2 separate regions of the Triticum aestivum genome follow, and region 1 is linked to region 2. The links are chromatin contacts, called in public Hi-C maps. All regions are on one chromosome and are shown on one strand. The core of a region is the stretch at or near the end of the contact, and the rest is flanking DNA. Distances in the headings are between cores, read along the strand shown. Region 1 holds the start of LOC123157394 (probable inactive leucine-rich repeat receptor kinase XIAO). Region 2 has its middle 200 kb from the start of LOC123159337.

Evidence for each region. Hi-C and Micro-C count contacts between places; a contact is called where the count stands out from the background.
Region 1: a Hi-C map of leaf shows a contact between it and region 2, with 4 times the contacts expected there. The contact joins the promoter of LOC123157394 here to the enhancer-like site in region 2. A contact is called at or near these places in 3 of 5 Hi-C or Micro-C datasets (all in leaf).

What each region holds. Positions count from the first base shown.
Region 1 is chr7B:488,453,627-488,460,006 of IWGSC CS RefSeq v2.1, reverse strand. LOC123157394 (probable inactive leucine-rich repeat receptor kinase XIAO) reads right to left here and starts at 4,363. Exons shown (of 1, transcript XM_044575670.1): 1 at 2,626-4,363. The coding sequence starts at 4,089. The coding sequence ends at 2,887. It overlaps LOC123157690 (cysteine-rich and transmembrane domain-containing protein WIH2), which reads right to left and starts at 47. Exons shown (of 3, transcript XM_044575929.1): 1 at 1-47.
Region 2 is chr7B:487,729,889-487,735,982 of IWGSC CS RefSeq v2.1, reverse strand. No RefSeq gene overlaps it. Among protein-coding and RNA genes, the nearest start is that of LOC123159337, 200 kb to the left of the region's middle. Within about 2 kb of position 1,947, at least 1 of the 8 cell types and tissues checked has an H3K27ac peak or open chromatin away from gene starts, as enhancers often do. A contact at or near this core is called in leaf, where this site is marked.

The sequences.
Region 1 (6,380 bases), core at 3,114-5,613, 720 kb before region 2:
CTTATAAAGAGATGCACATACGTTTGCGGCGTCCGGTCGGTTTGCTTAGACGCGTCGTCTTGCCTGACAGTCAGACAGAGACTGGTTGACGGATTCCTTAGACTAAATGAAGAAATCCACGCGGCAATGGCGAGGCGTCTCTCTCGTGGGTCGGTGGCTCGGCTGCAGCCTGCAGGTGACGGTTCCGTCCTTCCTTCCTTCCTTCCTTCCTCCCTCGCCGTGCTTATCCGCGGCGAACCTTCGTCGTCGACGAGGGCCGGCGTGCTGCATCAAATCAAATAGCGTACCCGTAGCTGGTCAACTGCATCCAGATGCCAGGCGAGGACGAATCGGTGCATGCCACGACGGAGCACTGCCACAGGGCTAAAGATGCCAGGCAGAGGAGTTCCAATCCAGCCGTGCGTAGCGGCAACGCCAAGACATGCAGGGCTAAAGATGGCACTGCCACAGCACTCACCTAGCTGACTGCCACTCTCTGCAACTGAACCCCAGCGCGTGCGCATGTTATGAGCAAGAGGAAACATCATTTGATTGATCCATCATCTAATTACTTTCCAGAGATTAACAGGGAAACATAAGTTTTACACAGTAGGTCTGGCGGCTGTATGTTGGGCGATTTGGTTGGCGCGCAACCGAGCTACCTTTGAAAAAAAACAAATCAAGACTCCTTTTGAGATTGTGTTTTCTCTGTGTTCCTTTCTACTTTACTGAACAGGGCTACAGCAAGGGGAGGACGCCAAAGATCTTCGTTCCGGAGCCGAGATGACCAGGACTGGCACGATGAAGCTGATGAAGGTGTGTGGCGCTGTCAAGCAACCAATCCAGGGCGCTTGAAAGGAAGACGGGCGCGCAACCTCGATGCTGGATTCTCTCGGTGAAGATTACCATCTGAGTACTTGACTTTGCAGCTGTGTTCTGATACTTGATCTTGAGCTTTTGAGATTGTAATAGGATAGATGTTATGTTGTGCTACCAGGTTTTTGCCCCATGATACTCGTTTCGATGGCGAGCGAGTATGGTGGATTTCCTGGTAGTGCTTGAACTCGCTTTACTTCTTTCCCTCCTCCTGACATTCTCGCTCGAACTGGTTGTATTTCCGTTCTTTGCAATGGAAAGGGGTAAAGCCCGGTTCAAAAAAAAAAAAACAAGGATGGATAATTCCACAGACTTGGTCCATGGAAGAAGAAGAAGAAGATGGTACATACAGATACGGGTTTGGTAGTGCTGCAGAAAGTAAGTACTCCACCTTGATGATTATTCAGAACACCCATGCCAAGACATGCATAATTGCTGCCTTCTTGCGTACATAACTATACAAGCATCATTCTGCTCATCTAGTGCTCTGTGGGCGAAGGAAAGATTTGGTAGAGGTCATGATGCAGAAAGTGAAAAGATCCTGTAACTTTGTTCGGAGCTTTGTCCAAAGGTTGAAAACACACACATACAGACAGAAAGCAAGATCGACAAGTAGAATCCGAGATGAGAGACTGTTAAGGGCATCTCCAAGGCCGACTTACAAACCTCCTGTAACTGTCTGGACAGCGGAAGTCGTTCAATGCCGACCGGCCGTGGAGCGATCCGGACGCGATTTCTCTTACAAATCGGAGACAAAAATATGAGAGGTTTGCGGGAGTCCGAACCGCTCTAGACGGCCAGCCATAGACTAGTGTAGTGTATCTGCACCATGGGAGTGGAGCTCTGCGCGACTGTACGTGCACATAGTTTTAACCTTTTAGTCAAAATATATATCCACAATGTAACCGTTTGTGTCTGGTTTGTATGAAATCTGTCATGTTTGTATGAAATCCGGTCGAGTTTGCATGAAATCCTGCACGAATTTCGTCCGATTGATTTGAGTTGTTGTGAAAATGTATGTGATTAGCGTTGGATGGCTGCCTTCCGCATCCGTATCCGCGGACAGGGATGCGGGAGGTTTTTTGTAGATTGTTGTTGGAGATACCGTAGATCATTCTGGTGAGTTCTTCTTCACTTCCCAAAGTGTTGTGCAAAGGAGAAAGGAGGGAAGAACAAGTGAAAAAGGGATGAGAGTTGTTGTTTAACTTGCCTGGCAATGTTCACATGAGAATATGCTTTGGTAGTGTTTCTGACCCAAGCCATCAAATTAGAGAAGAACAATACATCTGTGTGTTTTTCGTTTTTCTACTTCCAAACTACTCTCTCCGTCCCGGAAATACTTGTCATTTTAGGGCCGTGTTCGGCTCCTCTCCGCTCCCTCCACTCCGCTCCGAAGCGCACGAGCCTCTAGCTCATTTTTACGGAGCGGCCTAAATTGAGCACCACAACTCCGCGGAGTGGAAGCAGAGAGGATGGATTCCGAACACGGCCTAGATACATCCTTTCTTATCCATTTTGATGACAAACATTTTCGAACGGAGGAAATACCAACCACCCTGCACAACTAGGATTCGAGACCAAATGTAGCAAACCAGTTACTCCATTCATAAACCGCGTAGCACCCTACGTCCAATTGTGCTGAATTATTCTACAGTCCTGCAATGTACAGAATAATACCCCTCCGTATCGAAATTGCAGAGGAGTAGTACGTAGTTCACTAAGAATAATTGCAGAACAACTGGTACAATTACTAGTCAATACGAGATGCACTTTGTAACAATTCGAACCATTGAGCAACAAATCACTAGAGATAACATAGCAGGGCCGAACATTTCTGTGCACAAAGTTTCTCTACTGAAAGTCTGAAACACACCAGATCCACCTTACATGTGTAAAACTGACAAACTACGGCCGTATATCTAAAGGAAGATCACAAAATATACACCAAAAATTGTTTTTTCACCTGTGTCATGAGCTATGACACCATCATTACCCACTAAACCACCCCAGAAGCCTTAAACATTTCCTTCCTTACCCCCTCCTCCCGCCGCACTGAGCCGGCGGCCGGCGCCGGCCCCTGCCGCCCTTGGCGGGGCACGCGGCCACCACGGTTGGCGGCGGCGCAACACAGTTCCAGTGTGCACATACCGCTGCGTTCGACGGCACGCCGCGCATGCTGATGCCGGTCAGGAAGTTGTCTTGAAGGAAGAGCACCCGCATGCGCCCGCCCTCCGCCGCCGCCACAATCTCCGCCGGCACCGCGCCAGCAAACTTGTTCCCGTTCAGGTACACTGCGGCCGCGCTCGCCAGCTCCGCCGGCACCCGCCCGGATAGCGCGTTGTGGCTGAGGTCCACCGTGGCGCCCGAAGGCAACCTCCCCGCCGGCCGGAGCTCGCCAGAGAAGGCATTCTTGCGCAGCTGCAGGTACCCAATCCGGAACGAGAAAACTTCTCCGGGCACCTCGCCGGAGAACCAGTTCCCGCCGAGGTCAAGAAACGACAGCCTCGTCAGTCTGCGAAGGACGCCGCCCACGCGGCCGGAGAGCCTGTTCCCGGCGAGACTGAGGTACACGACCGTCATCGGGAGCGGCGGTACGCCGCCGGATAGGCGATTGTTCCTGAGGTCGAGGTGGACCAGCGGCGAACTCACAGTCTTGGGGATCTCGCCGGAGAGGGAGTTGTGGGAGAGGACGAGCGTTCGGAGACTCCTGATATGGAGCAGCGACGAGGGTATCCTGCCGGAGAAGGAGTTCTTGCTGAGATCAACCGTCCGAAGAGCAGGGGAGAATGCTCCGGGGAGGTTGCCGGAGATGAGGTTCCCAGACAAAGCGAGGAAGCGGAGCGACGGGAGCGCCGCGACGGCGGAGGATAACCCCCCGGATACGCGGCCGGGGACGAGCGAGAGCGAGCTAAGCGCGGAGAGACGCGCGAGCGCGGCAGAGGGGAATGCGCCCGAGAGGCCCGGTGCGCCGGCTCGCGGGTCCCCGAGGGCCAGCGTGACGACCCGGCCGTCGCCGGAGCAGGAGACCCCCGCGAAGCCGCAGGGGTCTCCGGTGAAGTCCCACGAAGCGAAGAAGCCGGAGCCCGGCAGGTCGGAGAGCGCGCGCCGGACGGCCTGCAGCGCCAGGTAGTCCACCGGATGCAGCGTCGCTGCCGCCGGCTGTACCGCAACCGCGAGAATGGCGGCAGCGAGGAGCAGCAAGACGACAGGGCGCCGCGTCATGCGCGCGGCCATTGGGCTCTCGAGGCGAGGCCGCGAGGCGGTGGTGTATCAGTAAGGAAAGCGTCGCTGCCGGAGAAGGAGTTCAGCGCGGCGTTGGGTGGTGAAGAACGCGCTGGGGATGGGGCTCTGCCTTGATAACCATGCGCGTGGTGAGGTGTGGCGGGTCCCACCCGACTGCATACTGTCGCTCACGGACAAGTGGGACACCCTGCTCGGTGGGCCCAATTGCCAGAGGTTAATTTTTGGAGTGCGGTGCGCTTTGAAAGCCGTGCTGCAGATGGAGGCAGGGGCGCAGAGCCATGGACGTCAATGGTGAGGAGTGAATAGCAAGAGAACAACCACATTTTAATTCGGGTCCTGGTCCTGATGATTGTCCAGCTTTCCTGGGGAGAAGAGAGGCAAAAGCCAAAAGGTGAGAGGATGCCATGCCGTTTATTTTCAGGAAGGAGAAAAGCGAGAGGATTTGGCACAGCATTTGGGATGAGCATCTATCTATCTCCACTGCGCTTGTTTGGTTGTGGTTTGTTTGTTCCTTCCTAATGATGGGTTGGAACAAGAGAGACAAAAAGTGCATTACTTGTCCCTGCTTTACTCTAATGTCCCAGCATCAGGTTAAGTAGAATAACCATGGCTCTTGGTTCACCACCTTTCTCATCTCCGTTCCCTAGATAGCATGGCCTGCTGCTAGCTTAGCTAGCTTCCAGTGCAGTGAACTCCAAGTGTGCATGACATGATGCTAAGTCCATGGGTGCTATGACAAATCACAAAGACTGAAGCCATACAGGTGCGTGCGTGAATGCAACCCCCGCATGTAATCCATCCAAATACAGAGATCAACAGTAGAATACATAATCCAACTCTAAAGCGTACAATTTGTAAATGTGAACACACAGACAGACTGTAAGTGCAGCTGCATGGTTCGGCCTTGATCTATGGCTGTTAGTACTGATATTGCCCGATCTCGACGCGGCTTCGGGTACGTTGTTGTTTCTTTTTTGCTTCGTTCGGCCATGCAGGCCGGGGACATGGTGCATAAATACTTGTCGCAAGAGGTGTCAATTTACTACAACGGCCAGCAGGTTAGCTGAAGGGCTCCTGCATCGAGGACGCCTCGCTGCTGGTTAGTGTACAGAAACTGTACGTGTCCCGCTGGATTTCAGTTTTCATGTAGGCAGCTCCAGATCGCGCGCGACACTAGTGTTGTATCTCAGGTCTGGTCTGTACAAAATCAGTAGCGCATTGGTGCGTGCATGCCTCTGAGCCGGCCGCTGCTGCATTGCATGCTCCCTTTAGTGAGCTCGTGAATGTGTCGATAAGGTTGACTTGGTAGCTCGCGCCCTCTTCGCCCCTGCGTCCCTCCTTGGGCGACTCGGGCGGCTCCAAAGTCCAAACCCTATACCGCCGACAGCCTCTCCCCTCCTCTCTCCTGACCTTGCTGCCACCGGGCTTGGTAAGCCCGCACAGAGCCGCGACATTATCGAACAGCCGCTTGTGATTGTTCGCTGGTCTCAATATCTCGATGTAATTTTTATTATGTTTGAGGTGTTTTATACTTTGGTGAACTTTGATAATAAATCTGACCAAATTCTAAAAAGTGCAGCTGACTTTTCAAGACATCGCGGACACACGCCCACGAGAGCCGTTCACTAGTAGAAAAAAGGGTACGAATCCCGGTTCCAGAGGGTCTTTAGTCCCGGTTCTGAAACCGGGGCAAATCAAACGGAAATAAAGCCCCAAACTTTTAGTCCCGGTTTGCTTACGAATCGGGACAGAAGGGGCTCCACGTGGCCGCCGCGGGGCGCCCAGGCAGGAGGACCTTTACTCCTGGTTGGTAACACCAACCGGGACCAAAAGGCAACAACGCGTCAGCAGCACGCACGCGTTGGATTTTCTTTTGAAGGGGGGGGGGGGTTCATAGTGTTAGCTAGCTAATAGAGAGAAGTGACCTCTCTTCCTCCGTGCTTGATCGACGCTAACTACTGTACGTATAGAGAGAACTCGACACGCTAGTTAGTAAGCAAATGAAGGAACCATTAATTACACAAGATCGTCATGAACATATACAGAGAGAAGTGACCTCTCTTTCTCCGAGTTTGGTCGAGCAACAAATTTCCGTATATATCTATCCAACACTACTACATATATACAATATAACATCTCTTACAATCCCTAACATCTAAAATCAATTTCAACTTCCACATGGCATTCTCCGCCTTTATGTATGGCGTGGTCAAGAAAGAATTCCGTCAATTCCCGTTGAATTGCTCGTATGCGATCATGTGGTAGGAATTAATCCCGCATCT
Region 2 (6,094 bases), core at 698-3,197:
AAGACTTCTGGACTTGAATAGTTTGAATGGCACATGCATACCTGTCAAGCCAGTCTAGTCGCTAAACGTCGCTGCCATGCGCAGATGGACGCGTGTTATACCGAAACCCAGAATATGTATGGATGGCTAGTTGCTCTAAAAGATAGGTCAGCGACGTAAAAGATATGTAGGAGAAAATTTTATTTCTTGGTGTACTTAGCCTAATTCTGTTTCAAGTAAACATTACACTTCTATATAGTAGTTCACTTTTCATTCAAAAATACTTATCAAAGAAATGGATGATATAGACATAGTTTAGTTCTAGCTGCATCCAATTCTATCAATTTCTTCGACAAGTATTTTTCAGATGGAGGAAGTATGAGTTTGCATGCATGGAGTTTTACACGCTATATGATGGTAAAAACTGCAGACAAAAGGTGAGCCTATAATCAGTTGAACTTTCTTCGACGGTATTAATCCTCCTTTGAGTGTATGTTGGAATTTTAGTTCTAGTTGCATCCAATTCTATCAATTTCTTCGATAAGTATTTTTCAGACGGAGGAAGTATGGGTTTGCATGCATGGAGTTTTACACACTATATGATGGTAAAAACTGCAGACAAAAAGTGAGCCTATAATCAGTTGAACTTTCTTTGACGGTATTAATCCTCCTTTGAGTGTATGTTGGAATTTTAGTTCTAGCTGCATCCAATTCTATCAATTTCTTCGACAAGTATTTTTCAGACGGAGGAAGTATGAGTTTGCATGCACGGAGTTTTACACACTATATGATAGTAAAAACTGCAGACAAAAAGTGAGCCTATAATCAGTTCAACTTTCTTGGACGGTATTAATCCTCCTTTGAGTGTACGTTGGAAATTTCGCACAGTATTTTTTTTAAGAGCTGACTTTCCAGGGCGTGTTCGGTGACGGCTAAGACTTGTTGTTAAGTGAGCATAACATGCCCACAATTGCCGTCAGAAACTCCGGTGTTCCAGAGGGTCATTGACTTATCCAGTACTCCCTCCATCCGAAAATATTTATCATCAAAATGGATGAAAAGGGATGCATCTAGAACTGAAATACATCTAGATATATCCGGTTTTATTCCTTTTTAGACAAGTATTTTCGAACGGAGGGATTATGATGGAGCAACGGCTAGGTCTCTAACGGTTTATATATGACAAAACAAAGAACAAAAGAAATCTACTAACACATAATTAGTGAATTAAAGCCGTCATAAAAAATATTACCCCCTTCTATCCATATTATTTGTCGCTGCTGACAGATTTCAAAATAGAATAGACGTACGTATGTGAGTTGAGTGGTTAGGTACATAGGCAGCCACACAATGTTTTTGTGCATCGGGTGGTACAGACGCCGGGGGGTAAACTTTCTTTTTCATCAACAAATAGAAAACGTAGAAACCCACAAATACCATGTGTGAGCAGAACGGCGCGTGTCATGGCTGAATTTGCACCCGTAGGCGGTGGTCATGCATGCAGCGGTGGTGCAGGGGTTCATGCACCAGTCGATGTTCTCACGAGCCATGTTTTCGCATGGACAGGAGCACTCTATGCAACATGCATGTAGGGATTTTTTGTGTGTGGATATATGATCCGCAAGGTGTCATTGGTGAAGCCAAGTTATCAAGGTCGCTCGTGCTCTGAGTTTTGACTGGAACCTCTCCGCCGACTGCCGGCCGGTAGGATACGAAATTGCATTCGTCGACCGAATCCATGCAAGGGCCGCGTGAGCCTACCACCTGGCATCCATGTACGTACCTCGAACGGCCGGTCGATTTGGCGAGAGGCGTGGACGGTGAAAACACGCGTGCGTGACAGAGAGAGCGCGCGCGCGACGGCTGTCGAAATCGCTCTTGACTGCACGCGAACGCACGTACGTACGTAGCGTAGACTGTAGCACAGGTCATGACCGGAGCATGCGCTGCACGGCGAGCGTACCTGACACGTGCTGCGTTTTTAGGCTTTCTTCTTATCCGGTTATCCGTTATCCCGACTAGCTGAAAGCCTAACATGTATGTTGACCGCAGGTCGTACGTAGATCCACCTGTACAGAGAAGATGTTCGAACTCTATGCGCGTATGCAGGCAGCTTCACCGCACGAGTCACTCGATGGTTGCTGACCGGCCGTTGCGCGCGGGTTCCTCCTGTGGTCATGCGAGGAAGTTACGTGCGTGTGCATGGGGATGCGGTGCGCTAGGAGGCCAGCTGGTCCGGCTGGGCGGTCGGTCGGATAGAGAGTTCCGACGCCTTTCGGTTCGGAGATCACGCGGAGACTTGACTCAGGTCGACCCTCGGCTCGGTCGAGATTCGAGCGTGCGTGCCATGGCCGTACATATCCGACACTGAGATCGAAAGCGCGCACTCGATGGATTTGCCTTTCGCGGGTATCACATATCCTGCTGGTTAATTAAGTAATCAGTTAATCAGTTAGGCATGCTAATCTGCGGCTTATACCCTTCTTCACTCAGGGTGCAACGAGTCGTCACCCGCCTAACTCTGGAGCCGCGTGATTGCGCATGCATGCACTCGTGCAGCACGTCTTCACCTCACCACGCCTGACATGCATGTCGCCGGTCGGGGCGATACGAGTCATGGCTAGCCACCGGGTCAGATGGTCATACGATCGATCACGTACGTGTGGCCGCGCCTGCGAATGCACGTGTTGAGTGGAGATGGGAATCATGCACGTTCGATCCACTTCCACGGGATCGAGAGGGAGAGGATTTTACTTCAGTGCGGCCACACACGCAAAAGCAAAGCTACTGGCGGACCATGAAAAATGAAGCACGCCTAGCTCACATACGTACGTAAGAGTATCTGCGACCGGGTGCCTTAAACCCTCCTCTTACGCCCGGACGGACGGTCTGGGCACAAAAAAATTGACCCGGTCAAACGCTTCAAATCCTCCTTAACGCCCGGACTGACCTACACCCTCGTATATCCGGCTCAAATATGGGACGGATTAGGACGAGGCCAGAAGCGTCCGTCACGCCAGACCCGGCGCACACTGACCCACCCGACCCCACATATAATCCTCCCCATTGGCTCCCCGGACCAATCACTAATAACCACACCACTCCACTTCCCTTCGCTCCACTCCGCCCCAAGCTTCCATCGGGCGATTTTCGGTCTTCTCCAGCATGGCGGGCTACAGATCCGAGTCCTACACCCCTAGATCCGTCGATCCCGAGCTCATCACATGCGGCCCCGAGAAGGAGATGACCTTTTCAGCTTGCGCTCCGCCGCTCCCATGAAGAGGCCGCCTGACGGGTGTTCGGACTCCTTCCGTCAAGAATCCATTGCGTCCGCCCAAATGGCGCATGGATCCGCCGCTGGGTGTGCCATTGCTGACTCATCGGGGGCTCGTGCGGTCCATCTGGCGTCCCAATGCGGTGGCGGATGCGCAAACTCTCCGTTAGCGCACCGAGGCGGAGGACGCGTCATGGGCGTCGTCCGACGCAAACGTGGTGCGGCATGCCCGCCATGCGAGGCAGCGGGCGCTAGAGGCGGCGGCAGGCCACGCGGCGGTGGACGTTGGCGAGGCTGAATCGCATTCTCCGGCGCTCCGTATGGTGCACCAGTCCGGGCAACGCAACCGCGTCGTCGTGGATGTTGCAGACTCATCCCAGAACGGATCCATCATCGATCTGACGTCCACCGGCAATGTCAGGGTCTCAGACTTCGATGAGGAAGAGTAGAGCATGGAAAACGGCGGTGCCTTAAGTCCCGTGAGCCGGCTCGTGTCCCATGTCCTACTCTACCTCACCGGCGACCGGGCCAACACTTTGGGGAGTGCAGCCGGCCGCCAGACATGCGCACGGCGAAGCCGGACGAGCTCCGCTTAAAGATCGGTTTATGTTGCAAGTAATGATATAGATTTGAGATTTCTAATTTAAGGTATTCAGCTATAGAATGAAATATTTAAAGCGTGATCGGTCACTGTCTGCGAACGTTCGAACGTGTCCGCGGGCGTTTGAAAGGTCAGATTTACAAAGTCCGGTTGTACATGCTCTAACATCTCTTGATGGAAGAGTGGATCGATGCATGCATAATTCTACTAGTATCCGTCTTAAATAAAGCCATACATATTTGAAGTTTGTATTTCTATTTCTTCTATCGACCTACGTGTTTGTTTTTCGTTTCTTTTGAGGAAAAAGAAAAGTAGGAAAGAAAACGACACGGAGCTTCTTGCACTATCGCACCGGCCAAATGATTTGGGATTTCCCCATCCGGAGGTATCGATTCTGCTTGCGGACTGTGGACCATCATTCACGTGACTACATATACGATATGGCACCTGCAGTCTACTTGTAAAGCAACAACAACGACCATATACCTGATGCATTCAAATCCTTGTTGCAGACAACTTGTAAAGTTGCTGGTCGTGATTCGAGTATCAGAATTTCGTTCAGACCTACACACATTGGTAACTAAAGTTTCGGTCGATGAACCTCCACGTTATACATATCGGAAGTTTCTGCATTTGAGAAAACAAAGAAGAAAAGCACCGATCAATGAAGAACGTTCGTAAAATAAGATTTTGCGCCTACATAGACGAGCCAAGAGCATGCTTTTGACTTATAAAACACTCTTAATCCATGAATCAAGACAAGTTTTTAGCTCATTGTTTAACAAAACAACTAATCCCTTTGATATTCATTGGATTTGTTTACTCCTCGTCCTCTCAAGTCTCAAACCATCTTTTAAGGTTTAAGTTAAACCTTTATACAAGCAAAGCAAAAGAAAACCCTGTATATATGTCAGTGGCGGACCCAGGAATTGGAGTTAGCTGGGGCGAACATTTAACGTCTAATTTTTGTCGGCACAAGTGTAACTATATTCAACCAAAATTCATACTCTCTTCGTTCCTAAATATAAGTCTTTTTAGAGATTCCTATGCGGATTACATATGAAGCAAAATGAGTGAATCCACATTCGAAAACATGTCTATATATATCCGAATGTATTTCGTATTGAAATCTCTAAAAATCTTATATTTAGGAGTGGAGGAAGTAGCATTCAACAACAAAAGAATAAGAAAGATTTTAAAAACTACTCCCTCCGTCCCATAATATAAGAATGTTTTTGACACTATACTAGTGTCAAAAACTTTCTTATATCATGGAACGGAGGGAGTAGTAAACTGCTAACATGGACTCTTTTGCTTGAAATGCTCATTTATGCCATAATATGATCCCATATTAATTTCCAAACGAGATCTACAAAATTAATTGGGGAACGGCTAGGTCTGGCTAGGTCGAGGGGAACGGCTGGAAGCGATTTCTCTATCGACTGGGAATTTCCTTCTCTGTCATTCATCGATTGCAGTACAGATTGATTGGGCACTTGAGCCTATACAGTGGGCTATATTAACTATAAAACGTAGCACAGTCCCCAGCGGATCAGCCCAAATCTATTTCTCCCTCAACCCTTCGATGCAGTCACACAGAAACAGAGAAACAGTGCCGCCGCCGCTGGCTTTTTGTGTTCTGATGCCTGCTGGCGGAAAGATACATAGTTGGGGTTCGATACTCCGCTGCCGACGACCTGAGGCGGCTGCCCCGGCTCGTCCCAATGGTGGGTCCGCCACAATGTCAAGAAAATAGCTAAAATACGTAGCGGTGTCTAAATCATAAAATAAATCCTTTTGAATGGAAGCAAAGTTACACCAAGCGTACACGTGTTTTCTAGCACAAGTGGGTTGCTTGGGTGCCTATTTGCTGCGTGGCTAATTCGAACATTTAAGAAGCCTCTAGAACCGACAAATTAAGCTACTACTACCCTATGCAATGCACACTAATATTGTGCTGCCTCCTTAGTGTGGGCATTCTTGTTTAAGAGGTCCCCATTACGCTAATATTGTTGTACTCAACTAGGGTCAGAACGGTGGAGAACCCTAGATCTTGTGGCCACATTGTCCAAACATGGGAGAATATAATCTTGCAATATTCCACTTTTGGGGGGAAGCCTGTAAATGGCGCCAATAGTTGCATACGGTTCTATTCCCACATGCCCTTTTAGAGATTACCAATCCACATATATAAATACTGGCTACTAGCTAAGGGTAGAGCATTAGATTGACCATCTGGA